2 separate regions of the Rattus norvegicus genome follow, and region 2 is linked to region 1. Evidence: chromatin contacts called from public Hi-C data. All regions are on one chromosome and are shown on one strand. The core of a region is the stretch at or near the end of the contact, and the rest is flanking DNA. Distances in the headings are between cores, read along the strand shown.

Region 1 (5,207 bases), core at 2,626-5,125:
TATTTGTTCGTTTGTTTTCAGTTTTTGAGATATGGTCTCATGGTGTCCAGATTGGCTTCATACTGGCCGTGGTGTTGAGGATGACCTTAAACTTCCTATTCCCCTGCCTCTCCCTCTCAGTTGAAGGGATTTCGAGCCTGAACAGCTACAACTAGCTCAGAGTTGCCATTCTAAACGAGAAGTGTGTTGGGCAAAATTTCTCATAAAGCTACACTTCAACTGAAGTTAATCCTAAGTTGGTTGAACCTTGAAGGAAAGACAAGTGATTGCAGATTTGAGACTGACTTGTTAGGACTTTTCTATGGCACCCAATTTTATGTTATAAATTCTGCATTTATTCCTGTATTTAATAATAATGAGTGATACATATTTTTAAGTTATATGAGGAACTAGAGTTCATTCTTTTATTGCTATTTTTATTTACTTGTTTATGTTTCAGTGTACGGTGTACACATACCACAATGGAGTCCACAGGTTAGAGCATAACTTAGACAAGTTAGTGCTTTCCTTTTTAGCATGAGTGTACGAGAAACTGAATGCACGTCATCAGGCTTAACGACAAGTGTCTTAACTCAGTGAGCCAATTGCTCGTGCTAGATTCCATTCTTGATCATATAAAACATAGTTGTTTGCAGTTTTCCTGGCAAATTCTTGGCTTTATAAAAGTATGTTGCTATATGTATATATGCTACATATTTATATTTCATATATGGATTAAGAACATATACAGTATTTGTGTTCTCGTGGCATTATATCATTTTAAATGTGTTAACTCTTTAATCGCTCATAGATTATTAAATATCTGAAATTGTGTTTTTGGTTTAAAAGTAAACTGAAATTCTTCAGTATTTAAGCTGATTCTTCTCCTCCTCCTCCTCCTCCTCTTCCTCTTCCTCCTCCTCCTCTTCTTCTTCCTCTTCTTCTTCTTCTTCTTCCTCTTCCTCTTCCTCTTCTCTTCTTCTTCCTCTTCCTCTTCTTCTTCTTCTTCTTCTTCTTCCTCTTCCTCTTCTCTTCTCCTCCTCCTCCTCCTCCTCCTCCTCCTCCTCCTCCTCCTCCTCCTCCTCCTCCTCCTCCTCCTCCTTCTTCTTCTTCTTCTTCTTCTTCTTCTTCTTCTTCTTCTTCTTCCTCATGCTAAAGTGGTGACATATTGAAAGGGTAACTAGACATGTCCCTTTCAGATCCTATGCATTAGTTCATAGGGAGTGGTATTACTGAGGTGTTTATCTATCTCTATAAGAAGGATACTGCATGTAATAATACATGGTCCTTGAAGAATCAGAGCAGCAGGAACTGAAAAGTGCAGATGCCTAAGGGACAGAGGAACATTGGCCTAAAGTTGAGGGTAGAGCCAGACTCAGAAAACGGGAAATGTCTCATGTTTCTTGGCAAACCGTGTTGTGCTGCTCCTTCTCTGAGCGTGCTAAGCTCTCCAGCCTTAGGACCCAGGAGTTCTCCAAAGGAAAGCAGCAGCCACAACAATAACACAGCAGCTTCCATGAGAGCCAGATTAATGCTGTCATTGCTAGTCCTTAGAGAAACTGCAAATTCAAATTTGCCAACCTCTCCTCAGGGCAGAACGTTTCCCAGACAGCTGGGAGGGGATTTTCTTAGTGTTGACAAGGAGGGAGAGGGAAGGATTGTGTAGAAAGGAGCTGTGGGGTGTGTGTGTGTGTGTGTGTGAGAGAGAGAGAGAGAGAGAGAGAGAGAGAGAGAGAGAGAGAGAGAGAGAGAGAAGAGAGAGAGAGAGAGAGAGAGAGAGAGAGAGAGAGAGAGAGAGAGAAAGGCAGTACTGTGTACATTCTACAACTTGGCAGGGCAGTAACTGAACACTAGTCATCATGGGGCTGTACAGACCTGTCCTAGAAATACACGGTTCTTTGGATTGGTAGCTTACCAAGAGATCAGAGAAAGCCCAGGTTTGTGTTTCCTTTAGTCCAGAGGAAAACACCTGGTGGCAACATCACCACCAACATAACAACAGGGAGGACGGACGAGGGGGCACTGGAAATTCAATTTGCATGAAGCAGTCTGGGAAAGGCCTGGCAAGGAGTCCTGGTTGGTGAAAAACATATCTGGTTCTTATTGTTTTCCCTGTGAGTAAGCAACCGAAGAAATGTGGGTGTGTGCTGCTGGAAAAGAAAATAGCATTTGGCGAGATGTGTGAATCACTGTTGTTAATTGTCACAGCAAATACATAGGAAGGGATTACTTAGCTGCTAGCATTAAAACAAACAAATACGGTCATCCTTCCATCCTTTAATTAATTGATAACTGAGGCAGTCAAAAGAATCCCGAGGAACACAGTCGAGGCCTCTGGATACAGGCCACCGAGATGGGACATTTGCCTTAAATCCTTTAAAGATATTTAGTACAATGAACCTTAGGGTAATTAGAAATGCCGCCAGGTCTCCCTCCAGCTAGTTCTCATTAAGCTCCCAAAAGGAATGAACGGACTGAGCTGGAATTCGTGAAAGTTACAATTTAACTGAAGTTCCAGCCAGGTCTTCCTCCTGGAAGGTCAGCAGGAATCTGAGGTTTTTGTGGTTTCGGCTTTTCAAATAGTCAGCCCTCCGTGGCTTGTCTTTTTGTTTAATTTGTTACAAGATCACACAAGATATTTTTTTGTCAGGAGTATCAGAAAGCATCTTGAGAAACACACGCATACACACAAAACAGCTGAATCATCTAACCCAAACCAGCCCTGACCACATCTGACTGACACTCAGCATAGGATCCTTCTTTCTTTGGAGAAAAAGGCTCTCGGCTTCAGTTACAAATAAGTCCTGGGACAAAGTGAATGGTCCGGGCTGCCCAGGAAAGACTGCTGATTAGTGGGAAGCCCTGAATTTTTTAACCCTGTAGGAGAAATACAAATGCTTTTGCTGCTCTGCGTGTTTGACAAGAGGCAAACTGATGGGTGTTGACATTTACATATTAGATAAGACCAGTTAGCAATGTATTGCTTAAAATGATTTCTGAGGATCAGAACCACAGAACAAAACTCCACCCATGACTTAACCTTATCCTTACCACATTTTTGTGGTAGCCAAACTAGCCCTTTTTTCCCCTCTGCCTTTCCATCTTTTCCCTTCCTCCTCTTTCTCCTTTTTTTCTTTTTCTTTTTCTTTTTCTTTTTCTTTTTCTTTCTTTTTTTTTTTTTTTTGCCCCTCAGTTCTAATTTCTTTTCTGGGCTCGTTCTTCTGCGATGGCAGTGGTTTGTGTGTACGCAGGTGTGCACATGGTGTGTGTATGCACATGTGGTCTGTGAGAGTGCAAGCCAGAGAACACGCTTGGATGTAATGTCTCTGACAGCTATTCCCTTGTTTTCATCAGTCTCTCCTTGGATTGGAATTTACCACAGCAGACTAGGCGGGCTTGTAAGCCCAGGCATCTTCAGGTTTGTTCTGCCTCCACAACTTACTTCTTCATTGGCTTATTTATTAACATGGCTTCTCATGGAGGAAGGCAGTTCCGTTTCCTTAAGCAGCTTATTCCCCTTTTCTATTTTTGTTTTTCCCCCCTTTCCTTTTCCTCTTCTGCTGGCCCCTTCTCTTCTATCTCCCTCCGTCCCCCTCGAACCTCCCTCACCCAACCACCACTATTCTTCTTGACTTCTCTCTAAACTCAGCTAGGCACTTTGCTCTCTAAACACCCCAATCAGGTGAGGCTTCCTGTGCCCCAATCCTGCGCAAAGGGTAGGTAGTAATTGGTTTACTGAGAGGGAAGCCCAAGGAGATTTGGCTTGTTGATTTTTAACAGGCTTGCCTTTCAGAGGGCTCACAGCTAAAAGCCAATCCTCCGTGCAGGCTCCAGTAGGAAACACTGAAGGCTCGCAGCAAGTGATGAGTCAACCGTTGTTTTGACACAGTCTGTCTTCAGAGGAGAATCATATTTCACGTAGAGAGGTGTTTCCCTTTGTGAAAATTGCTTGTGAACTGTATGACTCATTGAGCCATCGCTAACAGCCAAAAAAAAAGCTCGAGAAGAGAATTCGGGCAGACAAACCACCGTGGCTCCTCTAATCTTTTTTAGAGTCCAGCTTGAACTAACTTTTCCCACTGAGGAAAGCAGGGAGAGTGTTGATGGAGGCCTTCCTCCTCAATGCATCCTCTGCCTTCGTTTTGGAAACTAATGGTCCCTACAGGGTGGCGCTCAGCTGGACAACACTGCTTTGGTTTGGCTCCAGCCCTCCTCTAATTCTCTGGAAGTGTAGGGGTTCACACAATCTGAGGGGATATTTGAGGAATTTGCCATGCCGTAGACAGAGGTGAGGAACCCCTAATGTTTTGCTTATAGCAGTGAGCTGAAGAACTTATTTCCTCCCCAGCTTCCGGGGGTGGGGGAGGCAATGTTGATGTTTTCATAGCATGGCTGGAGATCATACCTTTCGAAATACATGTGGCCAAGCCTCTCCTTTTGCCCCTATACTGGGTTTCTATTTGCCAATAGGTCAACGCAGACATGTAGGAAATCCTCCCTGGGGATTGTTGGGGGTGGGGTGGGTTGACTTGACGTTAGCTTCCAAGTTTTTAACAATAAAGAAGCTCAGAGGACTAGAATTTAAGATGGCTTGAGTTGTTTCACACTGGCTACAGGAGCAGCAGCCTGGTTTCCAGCGTGTGCTTCGTCTCAGTCAGAGAGGTTGAAAAGCTATGCCAAGGTTTCTGCCGCCGGTGTGACTGCATCTCAACCATGTAGAAAAGCTTTTCTACTGCATATACTTGTACTTATTTACATTTATGTATTTGAAACACTGGGGATTGAAATTAGAGCCTTAAACATGCTAGGTGAGTACTAAACCTTATTGATGCTTTTTTATTTTGAGACAGTGTCTCACTGATTTGCCCAGCATGGCATTGAACTCACTCTGTAGTGTGGGCAAATCTTGGATTCACAGTTCTTCTACCTCAGCCTCCCAGGTATCTGGGATTAAAGTCCGGCAACTCCTGGTCCTGGTGAGAGAGGTTCATTTGATGACCCTCATTTTTGGGAGTAAAGACTCAGAAACAGGCTTCAGAGTCCCATACTAAGTGGAGAGACTTCAGTCCCTAGCAACAGATTGCAGACCATATGATGGTATTTTTTTTTCTAGGGCAAGCTATGCACTGAGTTCTAAAAGGGAATTTTATTTATTTATTTTTAACTAGGAAGCAAAACAAATATTTTTGGAATCTGAGTTGTGTAAGCGTGAAGCCAAAACCAGAGGG
Region 2 (5,696 bases), core at 891-3,390, 150 kb after region 1:
ACTGAGTAAAAAGAAGAAAATAAGCCAAACACCAGCATTCATCTTGCTCTGCTTTGGTGACCAACACTGCTATGTGTCCGGTTGCATTTTGCTGCAGCCTCCTTGCCTTCTCTACCAAGTTGAGCTGGATCCTTAAACTCTGAGCCATTTTGAACTCATCCATCCTTGAAATGCTTTGTTCCAGCAACCAGAAAATTAACTTATACATTGAAACTCCTCATAGGAGCATAGGTGACTCAAGGGAGGCCAAGTAGCTAAGAAGTACAGCCTGTGTGATGATAACTGACTACAGGTGGCTCCACCAGCCTCATTTTCAGAAGGCAAAACAGAAGTGATAGAGGTAAGGGAGAGATTGGTGGGATGAGGTTAATATTAACCAATCTCTCCCAGGATAGAGTTGGTTTCCATTGAGTCTTGCTTATGATGCTTTGAAAGGGAGGAGCCTGGAGTTAGATAGAGTAGCAAAAATCCCAAGAGGAAGTCCTTACCTTTCACTCTCTGTGCCTGTACAGATATTTCAGGGAGCACACTGCATGTACTTGATATGTAAATAGATGCATAAGCTCCAAACCTTGTGTCATACCTGGCACACTGTAGATGCTCAGTAAATGAGGATATTTAAACAAAGGATGACACTGATACAAAAATTTGAACCCGAATGGGACAAGTTCAGTTACATCTAAGCAAAATATGTTAATATAGTCCAAGTTATCCAGATAAATCAGAGAGCTCATTACTTAGGTTCATAGAGTGGAGCACAGAAGTGTTAGGGTCACCAAGGTTAGGGCGCCCTGGACCATGACAGGGAAAAAGGAACCACCTTTCTATCCTTGTTTTCTCCAGAAAACAAAAACCATTACTGCCATTGTCACCGTGAACTGTTTTCTTTAAGTTATTGCTTGGATTCTATGGTTCATAATGAGATGGTAAAATGCTTTTTCCTTATTATCATAATTGGAATGAGACAAAATGATCTGCCTAATAAAAATAATAGCACTGTGGCCAAACTATATTTTTCTTATAAATTATAGACCCAAAAGAGGTAAATGGGCTCACAAGTTCCTTGTTAACAAGGTCACCAATATAATTTGAATATTTTCCGCCGCTCTTGCTCTCACACCTACAGAGGGAAAGGGCTCCTGCTATGTAGGACAAGCAAACAGGAATGCTAATGAGTCTAACAGATTGGTTCAAAATAGAAGCACAAGCCTCCAGTTCATGAGGACAGGACGGTTATGAAAGCAAAGCCCAAGAGATGGGCCGTGTTCAGGAATTCAGCACTGTGACATTGTTTGAATGTTTGACATAGTTCTTGACCTAAGCTGGGCAAAATTTGTAGACTATAAATAGAATCACCAGGGAAAAGGTTACAAGAAACCATATAACTCTCTAAGCAGGAAATTTGCTTCTGAGAGGATCCATAAAGAATACATTGAAAGCATGCTTCATATCCTGTGTTTCATAGAAAGATGATATTTTGCAGCAATATACTATTTTATGTGGGTTCTATATGCATAGAAAGGTAAAATATTGAATCTACAGTAATAACATGGCATTACCCAATTAAGGCAACAACATTTACTCTGAAGAGAAGAATTAATTGTGACTCGCCATTTTGTTTGATGAAGTGAAGATGAGGGAAACATCAATAAATGGTCTACCTTAAATCATTCCGTTGCTCCTTTTCAGTCCACAAGTTCTGGGGAAATTCCTAATAGGAACTGCCTGTAGGGGCCAAGGGTAAAAAATGACGTGTTTCTGAGGAATGGAGAGATGGGTTTGTCACAAGGAAGGTTTCCAAGTGTAGATCATGGCATGGTGTGAAAGATCACAGAAGTGTCAGTGCCAATTGCTGACTGGCACAAGAAGGCGGGATGGGATGGAGGAACTGCCATGCTCTCTCCCTCACATATCACATGGATGGCTCTGCTCATCCACCTCATGCCATGGGACCCAGTGAGGAGACATCCAGCAGATAGGAGCTTCTTGACTGTGGGTTTCCCAGCCTCCCAGTCTGTAAGATGTAAATATCTGATCACCATCAAAGAAACAAACAAGTACCTTGGCCAAGCTCAAAGCTGCGTAAGTCGATCTGCCTAAAGTAGACAGGGCAAGGGCTGCCCGAGTTCTTGAAATCTGTAAAAGTTCAGCTCGAGGGAAGATCCCCTTGGGAAATGAACTGAGAGACTAATTCTCAAACCAGCTCTCTGGCCATCCAGGGAGAAGCCATTTAAATGAATCACAGAAGAATCTAAACATTGCATGTAGCGATCAGAGAAGTTATATTTTCTTGAAGTCAAACTCGGTAGTCCTCTGAGTGGTTCAGTATTACTTGGTACTTGACTCATCTATAAGTTTCTACTAATTGTTTTAAGCTCACTGGGAAAAGAAAGTCATATTGAAACATCTTGGTTTAATAATACTAATACTCTTGGTGTGGGGCTCTCAATTGTACGGAGACCGGGAAGGTTCGTGGTCAGTCTGTGCTACACAGTGAAACTCTATCTTAAAAGAAAAGAAGGGAAGGAAGGAAGGAAGGAAGGAAGGAAGGAAGGAAGGAAGGAAGGAAGGAAGGGAGGGAGGGAGGGAGGGAGGGAGAGAGACTGGGACACTGGATCTAGAAGGACTATTCAGAGGTTTCAGTTAAGAATGAATACTGTTCTTGAAAAGGCTCTTAGTTTTTTTTCTCAGCACCCCTGTCAGGTGGCTTCCGATCTACCTTTCTGTAAGCCTAGCTCCAGAGCAATCTGATGCCTTCATCTGTGTCCCTTGGTCACAGCATTTGCATGTGCCTACCACCCCACTTACACATATAATTTAAAAATATATAATGAAAGGCTAGATTATAAAATAGGCTTGTGAAAAGAGTATTATGGGAACAAATGGAGATCCTCACTTAGGGTAGAATAAAGAGCTAAATTAATAAAAAAAATGTTGGCTTATCTCATTTGACTTTGGCAGCTTGAAATGTATAGTTAAGGAAGGTAACAGAAATCTGTGCTTGTGAAATGCTAGATTCATGAAGTGTAACTGTAAAAAAAAAAAAAAACATCCAGTTACATTAGGTAATTTCTGCTGAGCAATCTGAATTTGTCAGTATTTCGGGACTTTTCCAATTTTCTTAGCACTGAAATTTATCCTTTATTTCCCAGAAAAGCTACTCTGACTTTTACACCATGCACCTTGCTCACAGAGGCTTTTAAAATAATAATGATGCCAAGGCTCCAGTGTCCCCCGATTTTAGTGGCATGGGCGAAGAGGCTCAATGAACGTAGAGAAATTTGCTAACAATTTATTTTTATTTAACATTCAACAGGGGAGAGATTTGTTTCCTCTGCAGATTTTAAGAGATTTAAATAGGGCCGTTTATGTTCAGCTCAATTAAGCTACTGATCATTCTATTTTCTTAGCAGTAAAGTTTCTGCAGCCCATTATTTCTTGAGAACAATGAAACAGCCCAGGAGGTCCAAGCCATCGGCCTCAGCGTGTAAAACCCATGTGCAGATTAACATGGATGCCCAGTTCCGCCTCCAGCTGACCTTTGAAAGCAGGCCTGGGGGTCCGGCTTGCTACCTGTTAGAACAAAGGAGGGAGTTTCGCAGGCTGTCAATGAGAGTATTTATTTCAAATAAAACACACCCCGGAACTGAACAAATGCAACATCTATGACATTTAGGAGCAAACATGCTGACACTCTGAAAGGCCTCCCCAGAGAATTTTCCTGAAGCAGAAGATAGTAACGTATATTCCTTACTCCTGGAGAAGACTGAATTGTGTTAGATCGGAGCTGGCCGCACAGCTGCGGGCAACCGGGGATGGGTGCTCATGTTGCCATAAAGAGGAACCCTCGATTAATTTCCCCTGCAGTAAGAGTTTGAATGAGCTGTGAAGTCACGTCCGGAGAGAAAAGAGAACATGCTGTATCTTCTGAAGACCTGTTGCCAGTTTTATTTATTTATTTATTTATTTATTCATTCATTTATTTATTTATTTATTTATTTTTAATTTTTGGTTTTGTTTTGTTTTCTTTTGGGGGAAGGCTGTAAGGGCCAGGGCAGATATGCGGGAACTGGGAGATGAGTGGGATTGGCGTGCCTGATATGAAATTCCCAAAAAAAAATCAATAAAAAATTAACAAAAGATTCTGTCACGTAGTAAGAATACAGTCAGAGCAAAACCCCAACTGCCTTTTAACTCAAAACAGTGTGAAATGGCATGCATTGAATACAAGATGTATATCTGTGTAATATTAAGAACAGGATACACATACACGCCCATGCAGGTAGGAATCTATGTAGCCTATTTGAAAACACAGAAGAAACTAAGGTAGCATGCGGAGTCATCTGGATTTCACAAGTATAAATACAAAACACTGCATTTGTGACTTCTGCATCACTGAGAAAAAAAGCTTAAGATAGGATTGGGGATCATTGTGTTGCTGGGGGTGGGTAGTGGTCTGTAGTTGGTGACTCCATGTGTTTGGCCTAAAGCCATGACACTAAAACACATACGATGCCCCCCCACCCCCATTCATGCGTGCACACATAGTTCTCTATTTATCTAACATTTCTGTGTGCCTAGGAGTCACCAATTTGCTGTTACCTTATGGCAAACTACAGAACCTGAGGAAATTCTGACAGATGGAATGTCTATTCCCTTCAGGACCCTTGATAGGTTGAAAAAAGATTAGGTCACCAACTAAGAGGCTGAGATTGAAAAACATTCGTGAAATTTCAGGGGCAAAACTCAAATGCTAGCACCCATCCCGGAAGAAGGGTTGTAATCATAGCCCCCTTAGTGAAAGTGTGGGAATGAGGGTTGGGATGAGCTGTGTGACATTCCTAGAAGACAGGACATGCTGCCTGTGTTTGCTTCAGTCTTCCTATGTCATGGTCTTCTTGTCATCAATAATTTTTTTTTATCAGACTGATGTTTTCAAATTCAAGCCCACATCTGTTCACACTAGTCATGAGCTGAAAGCACTCTGTGGTCTCTCTACTCTATCTAAATGCTCAGACTCTTTAGAACAGTCCAGATCCCCTTCAGCTCATTTCCATTCCTCTCCACCACACCTCAACTCATTCTGCACTCTGCTCTCTGCTTCTGCTTCTGCCTATCAGCCAGGCTCGAGGGCTTTCTTTGCTTGCCAGCTTGCCATTGCTTTGTTTCTTAGAGATTTGTCTCACTTACTCTGCAAGGAGTTCAGGCATCTTCCTCCTCTCTTTGCCCTCCCACCTAAAAAGATCATCTCTCAGTCTGAAGCTCTGGGTAAGAAGACATCACGCTCCATCAAAGCCTTAAGTATCCCAGTCCTCAGGAAACAACGCCTCCTTGTGAATTCTTCATATTTGGATCAAACCTAGAATCTGGACCTGGAGATACCACCGTCATAGGAATCTTCTGATAATCTATACTAGAATTTCTTTAAATACACACAGTAGCTAATTTTCCATTCTGTGGATGGAACCACAAGCAACCGACATAATCAGATTTTGCCTGAACATTTTAGAGCCAGTTTCAGATAAAAGAACTCATGGGTGCTGTGTTTTGTTTGTTTGTTGCTCAGTGATGAAATGTTTGCTTTCTCTCAACACCTTTTTAATTTAACAGTGAGCAATCATAATAATAGACCTGGAATGTCTATACGGAATGAGCTTAATCTTCCTTTTGCTTTGTGGTATTTGAACTAGAAGCCA

Evidence for each region. A called contact is a pair of places that touch in the nucleus more often than the background predicts.
Region 2: a Hi-C map of the Rat2 cell line shows a contact between it and region 1, with 2.3 times the contacts expected there. The contact joins two enhancer-like sites.

Annotation. Positions count from the first base shown.
Region 1 is chr17:69,112,471-69,117,677 of GRCr8, forward strand. No RefSeq gene overlaps it. Among named protein-coding and RNA genes, the nearest start is that of Klf6, 340 kb to the right of the region's middle. Within about 2 kb of position 3,876, at least 19 of the 93 cell types and tissues checked have an H3K27ac peak or open chromatin away from gene starts, as enhancers often do.
Region 2 is chr17:69,264,226-69,269,921 of GRCr8, forward strand. No RefSeq gene overlaps it. Among named protein-coding and RNA genes, the nearest start is that of Klf6, 190 kb to the right of the region's middle. Within about 2 kb of position 2,141, at least 11 of the 93 cell types and tissues checked have an H3K27ac peak or open chromatin away from gene starts, as enhancers often do.